Regions from separate parts of the Mus musculus genome. Here all the other regions are linked to region 3. Evidence: chromatin contacts called from public HiChIP or PLAC-seq and promoter capture Hi-C data. All regions are on one chromosome and are shown on one strand. The core of a region is the stretch at or near the end of the contact, and the rest is flanking DNA. Distances in the headings are between cores, read along the strand shown. Region 1 holds the start of Adm (adrenomedullin). Region 2 holds the start of Ampd3 (adenosine monophosphate deaminase 3). Region 3 holds the start of Ipo7 (importin 7).

Region 1 (2,700 bases), core at 113-2,612, 610 kb before region 3:
GGGAGCCATGCCGTCCTTGTCTTTGTCTGTTAGCTGGTAGATCTGGTGGGCCAATTTCTGAAATGTGCAGGTCCCGAAGCGGCATCCATTGCTGCGGGAACCCTGGTTCATGCTCTGGCGGTAGCGTTTGACACGAATGTGGGCTTCGCTCTGATTGCTGTGAAGAAGGAAGGACACCTCATCAACCGGGGCTTTGGTCCCAACCACCTGGGACCGGAGCCATGCAGTACCCGAGGGACCTGGAACCCGTTCCCTCCGCCGGAGCCTCAGCTGCAGTGCAGCCAGGACAATCCCCAGGGTCAGAGTAGTGGAGAGGGCACATCCTCTGCAGAGAGCATAGTTACCTGGCTTGTAGGGGGCCAGTTGTGTTCTGCTCGTCCAGGAATGGATCAAGAGTCTGGGTAGGAACTGTCGTCTCATCAGCGAGTCCCGTAGGGTAGCTGCTGGATGCTTGTAGTTCCCTCTTCCCACGACTTAGCGCCCACTTATTCCACCTAGAAAACACAAGCAGATGCGTTTGGCCTAAGTTCAAGTGATGTCCCAGCCAGCTCCACTCCCTTTGTAACACCTCCAGACCATCTCTCAGTTTTCTCTCATTGCCAGGTATTCAAAGTGAAGAAAGAAAGCACGGCCCAAACTCACTTCTTTCGGAACTGCGAAGGAGTATCTGGCCCTGCAGTGTCCGCGCCTAGGAAAGCGAGTGAACCCAATAACATCAGGGTGATGGAAACCAGCTTCATTCTGTGGCGATGCTCTGATACCCTGGAAAGGAACAAGACACCGAGTGTGAGCAACCGGGCCAGCAGCACGATCCCGTCAGCACGCGAAGGGTGGCGGCAGGACGGGGAGCCGCTTGGCAGCGCTCTTCCTGGCTCAGCTGCTTATCTCCCCCACTGGCGCAGAGAAACACCGGAGATTTTTGCGCTGGCCGGGTGGGTGACAAGCAAGGCAAAGGAAGCCATTGAGAAGTGCCAGGCTTCCAGAGGTTTCCAACTAAAGTCCCAGGATCTCAGCCCAAGGAGGAGGGGGGATCTCAAGAGAGCTCCAGCTGTGCGCATGAGCTAGACCTGGGCAATGAGGTGTTCTCTACATTGGATACCCTAAAGTGGGTTGTTCCCCCTTGTCCAGCTCTGCAAGTTTTGGGGCTTTGGCAAAGCCGTCCCCCTCCCTAACATGCTGGAGGCCAGCGGTTCCTACCTGATAAAGGGGTGCGTTGTCAAGCACTTGAAGCAGAAAGAAGTCCTTCTGACAGTAGCAAAACCCCAAAGTCCAAGATTGACTGCGATGAGAAGCCGAGAAACCAGGAGCGGGAGCGGTAACGCTGGAGTTGCTCTGTCTAGTGTCACCAAGAAACCACTGACTAGTGAGCACCAGCTCCAGCGTCTTATAAGCGCTCAGGGGCGGACGGTGGGCGTGGTCAGATTTGCCCTGGAGTCCTCCCTCTCCAGCGTGCTTGCTTCTAAAACCAGACCTGCCCTGCAGCTTGCCTGTGGGTATGGGGGGTAGGGGTAAGAGGTCCCCTGTGGCTAGACATCTCAGAGATCCGCTCTGAGAGATTAGACTGGAGCAGGACTTCCCTTGCCCTAATTTCCCAGCATAGAGTTCAAACAGTGAGAAGGGAAGGGGAACCAGAACAACTCGGGTGGGGTGAATCCTTTGCCCATAATGTGTACAACCCAGAGTGCTGATCTGAGCTTCCTGGACAGTGCTGCAAGAACCGGGAGACGGGTGGGACACATGGATAACCAAAACCCCGGACTTGGGGAGCTGTGACCTCAAATGGACCGCGCCCCCTGCCGGCTTAGCACCTGACTGAGCCTCGACCCCCATCTGTGCCCGCAGGGTACACCTGGAAGGGAGAGGCTCAGTCTCCAGTGACTGGGACTGAGGGGTTTCTCGATAGACTAGCCAGTACGGATTTCGTAATAAGGGCAGAACTGGGAACAGCTGAATTGGAAATTGGGGTTTGGAGAGGGTAGTTATCTGAAAATTCAGAACTCACATTCCTATTTGGAAATACAGGAATAGCCAAAATTAGGAAGAGAGATAGTTTTGTTTTCTTCCTTGTGATACTATTATCCCTTATAAGGCTATGACCTGCGAGTTGACCTGACTGCCTTCATTCATCCATCATAAACGTGAGGATTGACTGACTGGGAGCACACTAATGCCTCACATATGTTAATCACTTTACAGTTGACAAATCCCAGCCAGATCCCAATCGCTTTTGATCTCTACACTCCCGAGCTGGTGTTCTCTTGAATTAAAGTGAAGTGCCGAAAGGGTAAGTCTATTGCCCAGTCACACTAAAGGTGGGAAGCTGTAGAGTCTGGACTCAAAAGACTGGGGCACAGCGGCTCGGTTTTCTGGCTGGGGTCACCATTCTCATCAGGTGGGGGGAGAATGCCGGCCCCCGCCTAGCCCAGAGATATGTGCTAATTCACGATGAATCAGTTCGAACACGTTTGCCACGGGCTGGTGCTCTTCACAGATCCGTGAGTTCACTTTCTTCCCTTCTAGGGCCAAACTGGGCGACAGGCGTAGCTCCGCATGCAGGTCTCCCGGAAGGTCCCGAAGCTAAAGACATGACCTACGACAGCTCCTAGCCCCCAGCCCTGGTGATGTGGACACAGACAACTCATGTCCTCTTCCTGGCGACCCCGGCAGATCTCCCAGTGTCCTACCTTATCTGCCTCTAAG
Region 2 (2,700 bases), core at 172-2,671, 750 kb before region 3:
CCTGCAACTTGGCATTGACTCTTTGTACCTAGGGTACAAAGCATGTCTTCTTAAAGAGGTCCCTGCTCAGCCCACAACTGCTCAGGACCATACTGGGCATACTGCTGTCAGCTTTACTCCAGTAACTTTGCTTATTTCTCACCAGCCACATGCAGTTTGGGGACACTCCCGTTAGAAAACATCTACTAAGGGGCCTCTCAAACTTGCATCACAGGCCTCTGCCAGCCTAGACCAGCCATTAGCAGATCTGCTCTTAAAGCAGCTGCAGGAAGTTCAAGGGCGGAACCAACCTACTACAGCACAAGGGTGTACTCCCAGTGACTTGCCCAGTGACAGGAGGTAAGAAAGGGGTCCTCAAACGGACTCATCATCTGGTCCATACCTCTGCCTCCACCTAGAAGTTCACCCCAGCCCAACACACCCAGTGAGGCTCAGGCACCTAGAAACTTGTCCAGGAGCTCAAAAGCTAGCATGCCCGGTTCCTTTAATTTCCCTAAATCTTGAGATTTTTCTCTAAGCCAGGAACCAGAGGTGCTGCAGGCTCACCAGAGGCCAGGACCCAGGCCACCGCTGGGTAGGGACGGGGAACAGGCTCTGGAGGTGGGAGCTGCGGAGGTTCTGGTCTCTGAGCACAGAGGGGACTGGGCACAGAGCGCCGGCCCAAGGTCAGCGGCGCAGCATCGCGCGCACTCACCGGATTCGGAGGGCAGGGCCATGGGGGCCGGCTGCCGGGCTGGAGCGCAGGTGCCGCGCCGGGCAGGGCGCACAGGGCAGCGGCAGCAGCGCACTGACGCCTGCGCGGCCCGGTACGTGGAGCTGGACCCGACCAGGCCGCGCTTGCAGCCCGTGCCCGCCCCGCAGGAGCCCGCGACTGGTGGGGACCAGGCTGAGCGCTGTGCGGCAGGGCCCGGTGGCGGGGCAGAGAGCCTGTGCAGCGGGATCGCGCACTACCTGGAGGACCCGAAGCTACCCGAGGCGCTGGGCCGCGCTGCCAGCAGGAAACCTAAGCACCCGGGCGCGGCAGCCTCCCTGTCCTCGGCCGGAAGCGAGTCCGGCTCCACCCGGGCTCCGTGGGGCCGCGACACTGTCCCGGGTCAGATGCCAGCAGGGATACCCGCTCTGAGCCTCCCTACCACCAATCTAGCTGCTGCGCCTCGAGGTGTTTGCCCACCTCCTCCTCCCCTCCCAACCAGGACTTTCCCCAAAAAACGAGATTCTAGAGGCATGGTTCCCTCCACGACACTTACTCTTGGTAGCTAAACCGACCAGCAAGCGTTGGTTTTCTCCAGGTGTTGGACCGGTCCCTTGAATCACCTTCCCGCCCCTCCCAACACACACGGGCGCGCGCGTGTACACACACACACACACACACACACACACACACACACACACACACACACACACACACACACACACTTCCTTGCTTCCCAGCCTTCTGCGGTCTAGTTTCTATGCCAGCCCCTCAAAGTCCGGAATGACCTCTGAGTTGCCAAGGCCAGCGGGAGCTTTCTGTGCACCCTTGCTCACCTCTTCCCAGCACTGCAGCCTGCTGACCACGCCTTCCTTCCTGGAACACAGCTCCCAAAGTTAGCACTGGGTGTCTGCCGCCGCTGGCTTCCACAGACTTCCACAGAGTGACCGGTTTCTTAGCCTCCATGGCCTGGTTTTCCATTATGCTGCTCCTGCTCCGAGGAGTCTCGGGATGCCAGCTCCCTGGATCATTTCTGGAGCTAACTCAGAGAATCCAGGCCCATCCAGGTGGTTTTAATGGCCTCCTGCCTGCTGATAAGCTAGTAAACTCTTAGGCCCAGAATACTCTAGAGCGGCAGGTGCATCTCAACCAGAGATTCCTAGGCCCAACTCCTAATTGCCTGCTGGTGGTTTTAGTCTTGACCAGTGACCTCACCCAAGCACCCCCACTTTAAGCCACACTGGGGAGCCACCTTTTGACTTGTGCCTCTTTCACAGAGTTACTGCTACTGTGAGTTTTCATTCACTTCACAGCTGTCTCATTTAAGCACCAAATTTTATTCTTTCTACTTCATAGCCTGATGCTTGCAATCTACATATTTATCAATGATACTCACATGACTGCTAATATACATTACATAGCACACTTAAAATGTTAAAGATGTGATAAAAATGAAGCAATAATTTAAAAATACGACAGGATCTCACTATGCAGCCCTGGCTCACCTGGATTTTGCTATATGGACCCTCCTTCTGCCTCCAGACTGCTGGGATTAAAGGCACATACCATCAACCCAGAAAATTATTTTCCTTTTAATGAATAGTATGCTGCATCTTTTTCTTCTTGCTTTAAAGTTGCCCATGATCGGCTTGGTGAAAGAACCGTGATTAAACTAGTTTGCTAGGCCAGGCTTGGTGGTCCATGCCTTTGATCCCAGCACTCAAGCAGCATACAGCTATCTTTGAGTTTGAGACCGGCCTGGTCTACAAAGCAAGTCCAGGACAGCCAGGGCTCTGTTATACAAAGAAACCCTGTCTAACAGAAAAACAAACAAACAGAAACAGAAACAAAAAGCTAGCTAGTTTGCTGAACCTTAATTTTTTTTAGATTTATTTATGTGCATGAACCTTTTGTTCCCATATATGTCTGTGCATACCTGTGTATTTGGTGCATGAGGAAGTCAAAAGAGGGCATTGTCTCCCCTAGAACTGGAGTTATGAGTGTTATAC
Region 3 (2,700 bases), core at 197-2,696:
GAGACAGGGTTTCTCTGTATAGTTCTGGCTGTCCTGGAACTCACTTTGTAGAGCAGGCTGGCCTGGAACTCAGAAATACTCCTGCCTCTTCCTCCCAAGCGCCGGGATTAAAGGCGTGCACCACCACCGCTCGGCTAAGATTTCTTTAAACAAGGGTTTCTTTTTGCATTAAAAAAAAAAAAAGATACTTATATGTGTGTATAAAGCGTGCATATACAATTTAGTATTTGTGTATATGCAGTATACATATATATGTATATGAACACACACACACCAAAACACTGAGACTCAAAGAGACCTTACAGAGGCCTTTTTATAAACCTATTAAATTCTTACTAATATATAAAATAGCCAAGTTCAGAAAAAAAGAACGCTGATGAAATCAGTACAATAGAATATCAATATAACAGTTTTCCAAGGGGCACTGCCCAAAACACGTGGAAGAGAAACCAACTCTCCACTAATGTTGCATATGAAAGCTCTATAGGCTCTAGATTATCTCACTTGACCATCACAGCAACCGTACGGCCTAATTTCATGAATGAGTACAACTCAGGATCTGGAGGTGAGACTTGCCCAAGGTCACTCACTCCAGAAATCATTGAGGCTGCTATACCTAGAAGGTCGCACTTTATCTGACCCGTTCCACTACATCATCCCGCCTCCCAACTGTGGTACTAGGACAGTACCAGAGCGGGGATCGCACAGTGTAACCCACACTACCCCTGCCCTACCAGATCTGAAATCTGTCCCTAGCACCTCGCCGGCGAGAAGAAAGTTGTACCGGACAGGCAGGTCACTGATCCGCCAAGAGCACACACAAGGCTGTCAGGCGCAGCCCCCAGTGGACTAGCTAGCCTCCCCAGGAACCCCGGCCGACCGGGCGCCGGAAAGACTGGTCTGGGACACATCTCTACACCCTCCCAGTTTGTCTCGCCCCCTCCCGAGAGCAAACTGGGAGACAGCCAGAGGGCGGCGGGCCACGGGAGCCGGCCATGTGTCCAGACCGTCACGCCCGCCTAGCTCGGCCGGCTCCACACGCCCAGACCCGGGCCAGAGGCCCACTCGGAAGCCGACCGAGTGGCGGCCTGGACGCCGCGTCCCCACAGTGGAGCCTGGCACGGCGGTCAGATCTCCGCCCAACCTCTCCAAATGGGCTCGTCGGAGCTGTGCTCCGCGTCTCCAGCCAGGCCTGGAAGTCTTGGCCTGCCGGCCCACAAGCCCGCAGCAGCCGCTAGCCGGCCGTCCTTACTTCATTGAGCTGGCGCTCAGCGGCCTCGCGCAGGGCTGGGTCCATGGTGCCCCGGAGGGCCTCGATGATGGTGTTGGGATCCATCGCCGCGCGGTCGGTCAGACCCGGGACACCGGTGCTACTGAGGCAGAAATAGCGCCACTCACTGCGCACATGGACCGGCCGCGCTCCGCAGCGGCAACCGGCGCGAAAGGAAAGAGAAGCGCCAAGGCCCCGGATAGAACCTTCTCGCCTCGGCGTGGAGGCGGGAGATGCTCCGGCCACTTCCTGTCAAGTCTCCGGCGGAGCACCCTGGGAAATGTAGTCCCCAAACGCGGACACGGCCCACGTGGCTGGCTCCCACTGTAGTCAGTGAAAGGGACAACGTTCAAACGCCACAAAGAGAAAAGTAAAATAGTTACAAAATTTTATATGATATCCCTAGAGAATCTCAAGAAGTGTGTGATGCAATACGTTGTTACTAACTGTATAATTAAAAGAAATTTCTGTTTTGTTTTTGTTTTGTTTTTTGGTTTTTTGAGACAGGGTTTCTCTGTATAGCTCTGGCTGTCCTGGAACTCACTTTGTAGACCAGGCTGGCCTCGAACTCAGAAATCCGCCTGCCTCTACCTCCCAAGTGCTGGGAGAGTGCTGGGATTAAAGATATGCGCCACCACGCCCAGCTCTGTTTTGTTTTTTGAGACAGGCTTTTGACCTGAACTTGTTGCAATACCACTGCCTGAGCCTCCCAGATGGAACTTTCTCAACAATGATTTGAGATGAGTTTCTAAATGCCATAAAAACTGCTCCACTTTGATTCATTAATCTCATTTTGTAAGACTTTATCCTATATATTGAAGTTGTGCCTTATTAATGAGTGTTCAAATCTCAGCTACGTCATTATATAAATTATTTCTAAATTCAGAATAAATGCATAATGTCCATTAAAACTCCCTGTGTATGGATATTTAAACCTCTAATTCAGTAGTTCTCATCTTGTGGGTCTGTGGATCGTGACCCCTTTGTTGAATATCAGCTATCCTCTGCATATCAGATATTTACAGTATAATTCATAGCAGTAGCAAAATTGCAGTTATAAAGTAGCAATGAAAATGCTACTATCATGGTTGGGAATCATCATAATATAAGTAACTATATTGAAGGATTGCAGCAGTGAAAATATTGAGAACTACTGTCATACATCTCAAATCATTTTACCTTTAGAAATCAAATCAATTTTCAATTAGAATCTAAGGGAAGCTATATACTGAGCTTCAGGCAGGCCTGAGCTACAATGTTTGAACCTGTCTCACAAAGGAGCAACAGGGAGCTGTAGAAATGACTCAGTGGTTAGGACCTTATGTTCTTGAAGAAAGCAGGAATTCAGTTCTCTGTGTACAACATACTGTCCTTAAATTTGTAATCCTGCTCCACCCCACAAGTGCTGTACTACCATACTTGATTATAAA

What was found. Promoter capture Hi-C pulls out the DNA fragments that hold promoters and counts their contacts. HiChIP or PLAC-seq counts read pairs in DNA pulled down with a chosen protein or histone mark.
Region 1: a contact with region 3 is called in an H3K4me3 HiChIP or PLAC-seq map of pro-B cells, with 6 times the contacts expected there. The contact joins the promoter of Adm here to the promoter of Ipo7 in region 3. A contact is called at or near these places in 5 of 39 promoter capture datasets (cranial neural crest, embryonic stem cells, hippocampal neurons and 2 more), 4 of 115 datasets of contacts at active chromatin or transcription factors (astrocytes, embryonic forebrain, large pre-B cells and 1 more) and 1 of 9 other capture datasets (liver).
Region 2: a contact with region 3 is called in a promoter capture Hi-C map of erythroid cells, with 8 times the contacts expected there. The contact joins the promoter of Ampd3 here to the promoter of Ipo7 in region 3. A contact is called at or near these places in 2 of 39 promoter capture datasets (erythroid cells and pre-B cells).

The regions. Positions count from the first base shown.
Region 1 is chr7:110,626,319-110,629,018 of GRCm38.p6, reverse strand. Adm (adrenomedullin) reads right to left here and starts at 1,362. Exons shown (of 4, transcript NM_009627.2): 1 at 1,198-1,362; 2 at 643-762; 3 at 345-494; 4 at 1-157. The coding sequence starts at 740. Gm28863 (a long non-coding RNA gene) reads left to right here. Exons shown (of 3, transcript XR_003946665.1): 2 at 604-2,284; 3 at 2,521-2,700.
Region 2 is chr7:110,766,927-110,769,626 of GRCm38.p6, reverse strand. It overlaps Ampd3 (adenosine monophosphate deaminase 3), which reads right to left and starts at 1,421. Exons shown (of 15, transcript NM_001276301.1): 1 at 1,248-1,421. It also overlaps B430319F04Rik.
Region 3 is chr7:110,017,061-110,019,760 of GRCm38.p6, reverse strand. Ipo7 (importin 7) reads right to left here and starts at 1,446. Exons shown (of 25, transcript NM_181517.5): 1 at 1,253-1,446. The coding sequence starts at 1,336.